2 separate regions of the Gossypium hirsutum genome follow, and region 2 is linked to region 1. The links are chromatin contacts, called in public Hi-C maps. All regions are on one chromosome and are shown on one strand. The core of a region is the stretch at or near the end of the contact, and the rest is flanking DNA. Distances in the headings are between cores, read along the strand shown.

Region 1 (6,517 bases), core at 574-3,073:
AGAAAATGTGTAGGGAACAAATGTCATATCTAGATGTTTTAAGGACTTGTACGAGATTCAGAATCTTTGTGAACGTAGAAGCCTGCTTGAGTTTTCATGTTGCTCTGAAGTATCTAAATAATTAACTAAAATTTGGCTTGCGAAGCATTGCTTACTCTGATATCAGCGGAGGAGGTGCCATTATTTTGCTGAAAATAATTTGGACTCTGCAGCCTGCATGTCCATACAAAATATGACGTGTATTGCCAAGAGTAAGATAAGGGGGTAAATTCAGAATTTTTTTTAATAGCATTGAAATTAAATTATAAATTTTTAAAAGGTTAAAATATAATTTTATTATTTATTAAATTTTTATTTTATTATTTTTGAAGGGATTAAATGATTTTTTTTAGTTTTAAAGAATTGAAATATAATTTTACTATATATTAACTTAAATTTTCATTATTTATAAATGGATTACATCGCATGATTTTCAATGTTTGGGGAGGGGTCAAGTCCCCTGTCTTCCCCCCTTCCCCTTAAAATCGCCCCTCTTATTGTTTCTTAATAGAATTTAACTTTTTTAAATTTAGAATCAAATTGATAAAATTTGTAAATATTAAAAGTTAAATTTATTATTAGAATAATAAAAAAATTCCACATCATCTTTGTGTTGATTGGCTAACGATAATTAATGGAAGAGTGACTAAAATATTTAATTTTAAAAGTTAAGTGACCAAAAGTGAACAAAGTGTATATTTGAGTGACTATTATTGTGCTTTATCCTAGAATTTAAAGGGTAAAAGTATCATAGTGGCCTTTGTACTAGGAGTCAATTGCATTTTGCTCCCTCCACTAAAAATAGTAGGCAAATTAGTTTTTGTATGTTAGATTAAAGAGCAAACTAGTCATTCTATTAAAAATTTCATCCAATTCTATTGTTAAAACTTGGCTCCTGTACGCCGGCATGAGGTGTACGTAGCATGCTATGTGTAATTGTTTGGTTATTTCATCAATCACGTCAATTTTTAACAATAAACATTGATGAAATTTTTAACAAAAAAGGACCATTTTACTCTTTAATCTAATATACAGGGATTAATTTATCTATTTTTAAATAAATAGGGCAAAATATAATCTGACTGTTAATACTAGTGCTTTTGTAATACTTTTATCAATTTAAAAAGTATATAGGGTTTTTTTCATATATAAGGAAAGTAACGACTATTTTGAAACCACAATCAAATAAATATTTTTGTAAGTGTTTTTATCCTATACTCAAGGTCACTAAACTATTCGTAAGTTTATATTTTGGTTATTTAACTTTAAAAAGTTACAAAATTATTATTGAATTATAAATTAATACCCATCAATAAGTAAAAGAAATACCTTAAATTCAAGTCGATCTAACGGCTAATGTCAAAAATAGAAAAAAAACTATTTTAATTTTGATTTGTAAATTTGTAATATTTAAAATTATTTAATGAAAAGAATTGAATTATAGAAAAAATGGAAAAAAAAACTTTTGATTAATGTAAGTGATGCACTATACAACGATTTTAATAAAATAATTTATTGACAAATTTTATAATTTTTTTATCAAAATGAAAATTTACTAATAATTTAGTTAGCATGAGTAGTCTAGCATTCATTCTATTATATTTAATTTATAGTAACCTACTACGTAAACTTGACTCCAGCGTCCATCCGGCATTCACTCGTCGTCGGTGTGCTTTTTCCCTTGCTGAAGAAGAAAAGCATCCCTTCAATAAATGACAAAGTCCCTTAAAACCAACGGTCCTGATCACATCCTTTTTCTCCCACTTAATCAACGTCCCTTTCGCTTTTTCCTTTGATGGCAAACTTTGTTTTCACAACCGACACATCACACAAATCAACATGGACCCTGCACCTAAACCTAAATATCATCTTGAAACACATTCATTCCTCAACTTTTAATTTTGATTGATTTTGTATTCATTTTTTTAATGCGAAGGTTTACCTTGAGTTAACACGTGAAGGATAATCAGAGACTGAGCCAAAGAGGTTATGGCGGGAATGAGTGACTCAGTGCCCATCAGGTTCCCCTACAGGAATTTAAACAAGGAATTGGAGGTTGAAATGACCGACGATCCTCATTTCCGGATCGATCTAAATTCCTCTCCGAACTCTCCTTCAGCTTCTTCTTCGTCGCCTTCCTCGAGGGTTCCCAATGGAAACGCTAACTTATCGTCGCCGATCCATGCCGGATCTAAGGATTTTAGCTTTATAACTCTGGTTCTTAGTTGTACGGTCGCCGCCGGGGTTCAGTTTGGTTGGGCTTTACAACTATCGCTATTGACTCCTTACATTCAGGTCTTTCCAATACTCTTTTTTTTTTTCTTTAGTCTTGTAATTTATGTTAGTTTAAGTATTTTAATGAAAAATAGTAAGCTAGTGACCATGAATGTTTTGAAGTTTGAATTTGGTGCAATGTGTTTACATTTAATGACAATTTTTGTGTTATTGGGGGTTTATCTGTACGAAATAGAAAAATAAAATCAGCGAGTGCACTTCTTGTTGGTATTATTGAATTGGTTAGATAGTAGATGCTACAATTCTTTTTTCATTATTGTTTAGTCATTAATTTACTTAGTTTTCATGTACTGCAGAAAGAATTATTGGTGTGGTTATAGGTTACGAAAGAGAGATCATGGCGTTGGGAGGCAGATTTTCTTTTATTATCATTTTCTAGAAATTTTTCTTATAATTTGTAGAAATACTTATCATCTTTAACAATATAAATTAAAACGTACTAGTTAGAGAAAAGAATGTTAGTCATTTTTTGAAGAATAATTTTCATTTAAAATAATTCTCAAAATATTTTGTCAACTTCTTGCTTATGTAATACTCTCTCTTTATTTATTTAAAAGAATGTTATAGTCATTTTTTGAAGAATAATACTCTCTCTTTATTTATTATTATTTTTAGCCTTGGCTGTATTTCTTTTCAACGCTCTGAGCTTCTCTGATTACTGTATATTTTGTTGATTCATGCAGACACTTGGAATAGAGCATGCTTTTTCTTCATTTATTTGGCTTTGTGGTCCGATAACTGGTCTTGTGGTAGGTGATGGGAAACCATATTGCTGTATTTTTCTATATTATTGCCTTCTCTTTATTTTTGAGTCCTAATGGGTGTAACATGATATTTTAATGTGGTTATTTGATAGATCTGCTGTAATAGCTTGTGCTGCATTTTGAACTAACTCCTAAATAGTTGGGGCTACCTTTCATGTAGAAGGTAGAGATGGGGGTACCCTAGAACATTTATTTGTTTGATTGCATAATAGAGAATTTCTTTGCTTATTCAATTTTCCATTCTCTCTCTCTCTCTCTCTCCCCCTCCCCCAAGGTATGTCTGTGCAAATTAGGAAGCAGGTTACCTTTGTGTTTAATGCCTATTTTTTTTAAATGTGTTGGCACATGATAAATGCAAATGACTAGAGTTAAACAAAATCAGAATAAATAATACCTATCTACATTTATGATTTATAGAATTGTTTGCATTTTGATCTTAGGTTCAACCTTGTGTTGGTATTTGGAGTGATAAATGCACTTCCAAATATGGTAGAAGGCGGCCTTTTATCCTTGCTGGAGCGCTCATGATCTCTCTTGCTGTAAGCACCGAAGATGATTGTTTTCCTTTTATGCTATGTTTACGTTTATATATATATATATTCTAAACTAAGGTTTGCAATCTAGGTGATAATAATCGGGTTTTCTGCAGACATTGGATACTTATTAGGTGATACGAAGGAGCACTGCAGGTTTCCACTTTTGCTTTTGATTCATTCTCTTCTCTTATAGCCAACTCTCACTCTCCCCCACCTCTTTTTTCTGCTGCAAGAAAATAAAGAGATTGACAAAATAATGTATGCAATGTAGTACATTTAAAGGTACACGAACAAGAGCGGCTTTTGTCTTTGTTATCGGCTTTTGGATGTTGGATCTTGCTAACAATACAGTGCAGGCAAGCCTTAAATGATAATTAATTCTTCATTTTATGCACATGAGCTAATAGTTGAAGTCTTATATTTTTTCCAGGGACCAGCTCGTGCCCTCTTGGCTGATCTATCAGGTGAGCTCCCTTCTTAAGATAGAAAAAGGAAAAAAAAGAAAACGGTTATGGTCTATACATAATATCGTTGTGATGTTTTAGGTTTGATACCTCCGATTTACTAGGCCGTATAATACCACACACATTTGAATACTGTGCATGACAAGATTCTGGATGCCTATGTTTTAGGTCCTGATCAACACAATTCTTCAAATGCTATATTTTGCTCGTGGATGGCTGTTGGAAACATCTTGGGATTTTCAGCTGGTGCTAGTGGGAGTTGGCATAGGTGACAATCTTTTCATGTGTTTTTGTTGTGATGAAACAAGCAATTATTGACGCAACTTTATTAAGTGAATTTATATGTTGATCTAATTCTTGCAAATTGTCTCAATTCAGATTGTTTCCATTCTTGGAAAGCAGAGCTTGCTGTGAAGCCTGTGCCAATTTGAAAGCAGCATTTCTTGTTGCTGTAGTAAGTAGCATTATCCATTGAAATTTCACACTATTAAGGCTTTCTGGGATGTTAAAACTGAAATTCTTCACTTAAATGTTAACTAAAGTACATTTGATGTGTTAATTTATGGCTTTAATAATGTTACACCACTTTCACATGCTTATTGATTCTTTAGATAAAGGGTTTTAAATACTAGCATGGCATTTTCTGCATGGAGTTCATCTGAAATGCCATTTGCTTTGCATATGTTGTAGACCATTAGTAGCATTTATTATATCTTGCTGATTAAAAATTTGTTTTTTTTTTGGTTGTTCGGCTCTATATTCAATAACAATGTAGAGTTTGTGGCAAGGTAGCCAATTTTGCACTGTTCCGGCTATACTGGTTGGTGCGCACCATTTCAACAGTAAATCGGAACAGCCAATTCTCTTTTTTTGCACTGGTGAAAATTCTGGCCCGTACCGGTTACACCAGCTCTTTCCACCCAATTCTGGGCATACCATGGAATAATGTGTATCGGCTGGTGCATGAATGAAGTCTAAAAAAATGTAAAATTAAATATATGAGATAATCATGTTTAATGTATTGGATAATCTTGTTTAATACATGTGATAATTTTTTTTCCTTGTTTATTTTTGAATGATGGGTTTTTATTTGTGAAGTTTATTGATGAGCATTTTATATAATTGATGAATATTTTATATTTGAAATTTAGTTACCATTCATTCCATATTTGTAAATATATTTTTATATGCATAAATTAAATATTTTCGAGAATATTGATAAAACGAAAGCAGTACATCGAACCAGACTCATATCAGTATGAACCAATTCCTGTGGAAAAATAGTGTGTCCACTAATGTGGTATTGACTACCTTGCTTTGTAGTATAGCCTCACTGAACTTTGAGCGCCTTTTTAGTTGCTGTCTCGTGCTTTTGTGGTCAAATATTTTCTAACACTTGATGTCATTCTGTATATGCGTAAAAGGTTGTTTGGCATTTCTGCAGGTCTTTCTCTTGTTTTGTACTGTTGTGACTGTATTTTTTGCTAAGGAGGTTCCGCTTCCACTGCCAGCAGATCAGCCAACTCGTTTATCAGATTCTGCTCCTCTGTTGGATGGTTCCACTCAAAAGGGCTTTCAACACTCAAAATCAAAAGCTGATGCATCCATTGTTCCCAATGATAATAGGAACATTGCTGAAAATGGCTATGAATGGGTGTCAAATTCCAAGCTTGCCAACTCAAACGATAACAATGCTCAAAATGAAGTTTTTAGTGATGGGCCTGGAGCCGTACTGGTCAACTTATTGACCAGCTTAAGGCATTTACCACCTGCAATGCACTCGGTGCTTATTGTCATGGCTCTTAGTTGGGTAAGTTTCAACATTCTCTCTTTGTTTTTGATACCCTGAAATTAGCATTGAGCCAATTATCTATTGATTGATAGTGGAGACTCAAGGATTGTTAACACGTCCAGTCTGATGGTTGACTACAATTTCACAATCCTTTCCCTTTCCCAAAAGAGTAATAAGGAAAGGAGGAAAAGGAAATCACTAATTTATTATGTTGTTTTTATGTATATTCGGTTCTTATTTGCAGCTTTCCTGGTTCCCTTTCTATTTGATACGGACTGGATGGGAAGAGAAGTATATCACGGAGATCCGAAAGGGAATGCTTCTGAAATAAAATTGTATGATCAAGGTGTCAGAGAAGGTGCATTTGGTTTGCTATTAAATTCTGTAAGAACTCAAAATTGAGCAAAAATCGCAAATTTCTCTTAGATATTTCTCTCTCGATTGTTTAAAGTTGATATATTGATATTATTGTTGGTGGCTGTAGGTGATTAGTTTTCTTTCTTATTTATTTCTGTCGTTATATATCTGTTAATTTCTGGAGCAGGTTGTTCTTGGTATTAGTTCTTTCTTTATTCAACCAATGTGTCAACGGATTGGGTCAAGACTTGTTTGGGCCATGAGCAACTA
Region 2 (6,211 bases), core at 1,581-4,080, 64 kb before region 1:
TTTTTTTATATTGGTTAGGAGCTTTTTTTAACAAAAAAATGTTGTAACCTTTGACTGAATCTTTATAAATATTAATATAAGAGTATTTTAATCTGTGTATTTTTAAACTATTTTTTCATTTATTTACTAAATAATCTATAAATTTTAGAATTCCATTAAAATTAAAAGTACTTTGTTAATGGAAATCTGTATATATATATGTATTTATTTTATTTTATCCCTAAATAGCAGGGAATAATAATTAAAGAAATCTTTATATTTCAAATATTTTTTACTTCTAAATTGCAATATATTTTCTCTTTGTATGAAACCCCTTTTATGGAACATATAAGGTAAGTTGTGTTTATGGTAAGGTAACTTAAATTTGCATTTTAATAAGTTAAAATAGATTTTTTACAATTGCCATGCGCCAAATTGCAGCCTATAAATCGTGTTACATAAGCTTTATTTCCTTTTTCTTTAACATCGTATCATTATTGTATATGTATGATAGATTAATACACATTATAGTATCAATAGTTGTGTACTTTATTATGTTAATGTATATATATAATTGGTAATACATTAATATTTAATATTATATTAAATTAGGTTTTAGAATGAGTTTTAATTTTTACAAAAAAAATAGTTGATTAAGTCTTAACTCGGTCGGCATCGGTATAGATAAGATACCAATGCAGGAGGACGTGAGTTTGAATACGCTGAAGCGCATTATACTCCTATTTAAGGGTTGAGGAGGGGCTATGGGTAATTTTAGGTATTTTATAAAAAAAACAGATATGATAATAACCTATAATGAGATTAAAGGTTCATTTATTTGAATGTAATATGTTTTCTATAAAACATTTTCATTATTTTACGGTGTTTGTTTAGTGGAAAATGAATTACCAAAAAAAATCATCCTCCAAAAGAGGATAAAATCAAGGCTTTTTTTAAGGAAAATGTCTTACCAAATTTTTTTCCGTAAGATATTTTTCAAATTGATAAGGCTCTGTTCACTGTCTTCACTGTCGAAGAAACAAAAAGGGGAAGCTTTCAAAGCAACAAAAGGAAAACACTCTTCACGGTCGAAGAAAAAAAAATCTTATTCCATAATTCAATCCTAAACCTTGTTTTGTACAGTTTTGCAAGACAGACCCTTTTAAAAAATTTCCAAAATTTATAATTTAGCCCTTACAACTAAAATTGTCAAATTTTCAAAAAATTAGTCCTTGATTTTTGAACAGTTAAACTTTCATATTTTATTTTTCAAAATTTTAAATTCTCAAATAATGTAAATTAGTCCTAAATCACAAGTTTTGAAATCTTTACAATTTAACCTCTATAGTTTCAAACTTTGCTATTTTATGCTCAACTTTCTAAATTTTCATATTTTATAATCATATAATTTAGTTACTACATCAATATTTCATATTTTACTACTCAAACACTTCGAATTCGAAAATTTACAAATTTTACAATTTAATCCTTACTTCAATTTTTATCAAATTGAACCATTTTTTAACTTACTCATCCAAATAATATTTACCACTTCCAACTTAATTAAACATAATTTATATCTATAAACTTATATTCCCTAATGTACAAAATTAACAATTAAGATTAATTAAGTAAATTAATATTAACTAAAACTAAAATATGATTAATTAAAATATAAATAAGTTTTGTGAAATAAACTCAATTAAACAATGAAAAAATAATAAAATCTCAAATGTATGTTTATTTCATTAAAAGTGGCTTTTATGAAATATTTTTAGTAAATCTGCCAAACAACAACAAATATTTTACATAAATTCATCCTAACGCCAGAAAATATTAACTTTTCCAAAAAAGTAATTCATCTCCTAGAAATCATTTTCTGAAAGCCATTTTCTGTAAAACAAACAAAGCCTAATGTTCAAAAAAAACTTTTACAAAAAGTATTTTGGGTATTTAGTTTATTTTTTTTATCTTGGACTTGAGATTTGAGATATAAATTTGTTATTTTTGGGTTTGAATAATAATGGATTTATTATTTAAGTTTGAGCTTAAAATAATGTATTTGAGTTTTGGAATGAATATTTTAAAATTTAGTTGTTAGATTTATAAATTAATAAAAAAAGATAAAAAAATTATTCAATTGTGGATATAGTAATATAATAAACATCTTGCAAATTAATTTTTTTTTCCAAACGCTTATGATATAGTAAATATTATATTAATTTAAATATACAAAATTTATGCATAACATATAATGATATTAATTAGGTTTATAAATTTCATATATATAATCATAAATTATAGTTTAATTATTTTATATAAAGTATTTCTATTAAATATATATTATCTTTTTTTATAAGGTGAGTTTGAATTATGTTATCATCAAAAAAATTAAAATGAATTATTATCTTTAAAATTAAAATATTTATTATTTAAAAGATTTATAATTATTTGAATAGATTAGAGCCTATGTAGTTGGAACCCATTTGAATTAGAATTATTCAAAAAGATCTGAATCTTACAAAATTCAAATTAAAAAAATATATATATAACCTAAAAAAAACTCAAATCTAAACTGATATTAATCCGAGACAACCCAAATCTAAAAACAATCCGAACCGACCAAATTCCGACTCCTAACAAATTAGTTAAACCAAATTTGAGTGAAAGAAGACCAAAGAAAAATTCCGAAAATAAAATGAGCTAAAAAACTGCGTATAAAACTAAAGTAACCACTAAACCGGCTTCTTCGTTCTTCGGTGAGTAGTAAAACCCCAGTCGACGCGCTTCCAATTTCTTCTTCCTCTTCATTCAAAATCCCATCCTCTCATCTAATCAGGTGTCCGGGTTCATATCTTTTCTCCTCAATTATCTAAAAAACTTAAGCATCTTTCTTTTCTTTTCTTTTCTTTTCTTGTAATTACAGGTTAGCATGAATCATGATTATTGTATCTTCTGTATTTTCTTCTTTAATGAAAATTTTATTTAAGCTCAATATTCGCGATCGTTTGACTAGGTTAAAATCCTTAATTAGCAGTCTCTCTCGAAGAAAATGAATGATTTTGGATATACAGTGGAAGTGACTGGCCTGCCTACCAAAGCTACCGAGAAAGATGTCTATGATTTTTTCGCCTTCTCTGGTACCATTGAACACGTTGAACTTGTTAGGTACTTGGAATGTTGGGCCATATTTATTAAATCTTCTTCTAATTTCGATTGCCATAACTTTCTTCTTGTTATTTATTCACTCTTGGAATATTGAATCGTATTTAATTGTGTAGTAATGGTTATCCTTCATAGTTCATCCTTGCTTCTTCTTGACGGTAGTCATCGGGAAATATTTATTTATTCATTTATTGGATGAAAGCAGGTCTGGTGAATATGCAAGTACTGCTTATGTGACATTCAAAAATGCTTATTCTCAGGAGACTGGTCTTGCTTAGTGTGTGTATTCCAAATATTCTTTCAAAAGCTTTGGGTTGTTAATTGTTATTTAGAATGTTTCCATTGTGGCACCTTTCATCTATGCATCTATAAATCTACCTGTTTTATCATGAAATGTGTTTCCGACATCACTTTTCTGGTATAGGTCATCTTAAACTCTGTGTGACTGACGTAGATTAATCAAGTGCTTTCTTTTTACATTTTGAATATTATTGAATTGATTATGTACAAAGTGGATTCTAGAGAATGTATATATGTGCCCTATATGGGAGACGTTTTCATGTATCAATTGAACTTGTAACCGTAGTTTATGAATTTGAAATTAGGTAGCAATTGGAGAATAGGCAACGACAAACCGTTAAAAGAAGTACTCTACTTTGGTTTAATGTAGGAATATTACCTTGAACTCAGAATATATACTTTCATCTTTTTAAGAAATTGCATGTGAGGGTTCATATCAGATTGATACAATCATACAAGTATATGGGTTTTTCTCTGAGGTTATGATCATGATGTTCTTGTTAAAAGTGATGATTATCTTGTTGATGTAAGTTATGTATTTTGACCTCCCTTTCTTCTGTTGTTATGTACAACTTTGGCTGTTTTTGCCCGTGACTGCATAAATAGACTTTTGAGTGAAGTGTTACTCGTTGCTCTGTGTAGTTCCGTTCATTTTCCTTTACTTTTCTGTGTTTAATGGTTTCAGTGTGCTTGCATTTGTATTCAGGATAATATTGAATCTTATTCATGAATTGTGATTCCCACATGATGATATTATAATCTGTTTGTATTTGCTCTTCAAAAATCTTATCATGGTAGGGTGCGACAATTCTTGATCAACGTATATACATATCTCGCTGGGGGCAATATGAGGAGGAGTTTGATTTTTGGAGCCCTTCAAGAAGCCAAGAAGATGAAACAAGCTCAAGAGTATGTGACTTCTTATCTTTTTTGTGCTCCTGAATTTGATCCTTGTGGAAGTTTTGCTTTAGTAAATTTTTTCCATCTTCTTCACTTTTTCCCCCTTTTGTAGCAACCTCCACTAAGAAGCCAATTTGTATCTCATGCTGGAGAAGCTGTTTCATTCGCTCAGGATGTTGTGAAAGGCATGTTGGGCAAGGGATATGTATTAGGCAAAGATGCTTTAAGCAAGGCCAAAACCTTTGATGCATCTCATCAAGTTTCGGCAACTGCTGCAGCTAAAGTTGCTGAACTGAGTGAGAGGATTGGCCTCACAGATAAAATCTATGTGGGGGTTGATGCTGTTAGATCCATGGATGAGAGGTACCATGTGTGTGAGAACACCAAATCAGCCATTTCGGTTGCAGGAAGAACTGCTGCAGCTGCTGCAAATGCTGTGGTCAGCAGCAGCTACTTTTCCAAAGGAGCTCTTTGGGTGTCAGGTGCATTAGATCGGGCAGCTAAAGCAGCAGCTGACAGAGGTAATCGTGGTGTTCATCAGTAATGTTTTTGTAACATTACTTTTCTTGGTATTGTAGATAAGAACCTTGTCGCATACGTACACGTAGTTAGCAGTTTGATGCTTATAGAGAGCTAATAGTTACCGGTATATACCTATTCAAAACAGGGAATGATTAAAATTAGAGAGAGCTATACATATATAATATTCACTGAAATATGGTTTGGTGGTATCATATCAAATTTGAGTGGACTTGCAATTCCATAGTTCCTTGCTATGTAGTGCACGACAGGATGGATTACGGAGGAAATGGATTTCCATTAGAGTTAGTGGTTTATCTGGATTATGTATCATTGACTTTCTTGTTAAAATGTATAAGCTTTAGCTGATAAATCCTTTGTCAAATTTTGCTATTAGTCCTCATATTCTATGCGTGAGTTGTAGATTTAATTGTTGCTTTTTAATTAGGTCAATTTTAGTTTCAGTATTTTTTAATCTTAAATAGTAATAGTTAAATCTAATTGGTTAAATTTTATTGTTAGTTTTGTACTATGCATAAAGTTGTAGATTTAATTTATGTTTTTCAATGAATTATTCTTAATTCTTATACTTTTTAAGTTTTGGAATTTTAATTTTTAACTGTAAAATCCATTAACTGATTTTTTCATAAGTAACTAGTTTAGTGTCACGTAAGTTATTCGTATAAAAAAATATATACATTTACTAATAATATGAGGATTTTCTAATTATAATAAAAAGTCTATTGATTTTGATAAAGCAATAATAAAATATTGAGTAATTAAATAAAATAACATTGAATTAATAAATAATATTATTAAAATTTGAATAAAAAATATTATTAAAATTAATATAGAAATTTAGAACTAAAATAAAAGAAATTGAAATAATAAAATATAGGCATAATATTATATGTAAAAAAAAAAAACTTTTGTTATCTTACTTAACTCTCATAATTAATTTATTAGATATTAATATATGAAAAAATAATAAATTAAATTCTAATTCAGAGACGATAATATATAAATCACTGTTTAGTCAAAATTAAAATTTTAAATTTAAAAAAGGTAACTTAATATAAAAATTAATAATTGAATTTAACCAAAATCCTTCATATTGAATTCCAATTAGGAATTTTCGGAGTAAAATGCACATGAAGGCAAGAGTTTCTCACTTATCCACGTGTTTATATATGATTTACCGTATTTCGTACCATGTTTAGAATTCAATTTTATTTTTAGGAAAAAGTGTTTGAGGTTTGATAAAAAGAAAAGCAGTTATTTCTTATGATTTGAAAATTATTTGTTTATTCTCTCATATATATATTTGATATTTTTCCTCCAAAGGGCG

What was found. Hi-C and Micro-C count contacts between places; a contact is called where the count stands out from the background.
Region 2: a contact with region 1 is called in a Hi-C map of leaf, with 2.1 times the contacts expected there. The contact joins two enhancer-like sites. A contact is called at or near these places in 12 of 34 Hi-C or Micro-C datasets (anther, callus, hypocotyl and 2 more).

What each region holds. Positions count from the first base shown.
Region 1 is chrA03:58,572,202-58,578,718 of Gossypium_hirsutum_v2.1, reverse strand. It overlaps the pseudogene LOC107957332. Among protein-coding and RNA genes, the nearest start is that of LOC121227134, 61 kb to the right of the region's middle. Within about 2 kb of position 1,823, at least 7 of the 9 cell types and tissues checked have an H3K27ac peak or open chromatin away from gene starts, as enhancers often do.
Region 2 is chrA03:58,637,375-58,643,585 of Gossypium_hirsutum_v2.1, reverse strand. It overlaps the pseudogene LOC121217727 and the pseudogene LOC107948119. Among protein-coding and RNA genes, the nearest start is that of LOC107948112, 50 kb to the left of the region's middle. Within about 2 kb of position 2,830, at least 6 of the 9 cell types and tissues checked have an H3K27ac peak or open chromatin away from gene starts, as enhancers often do.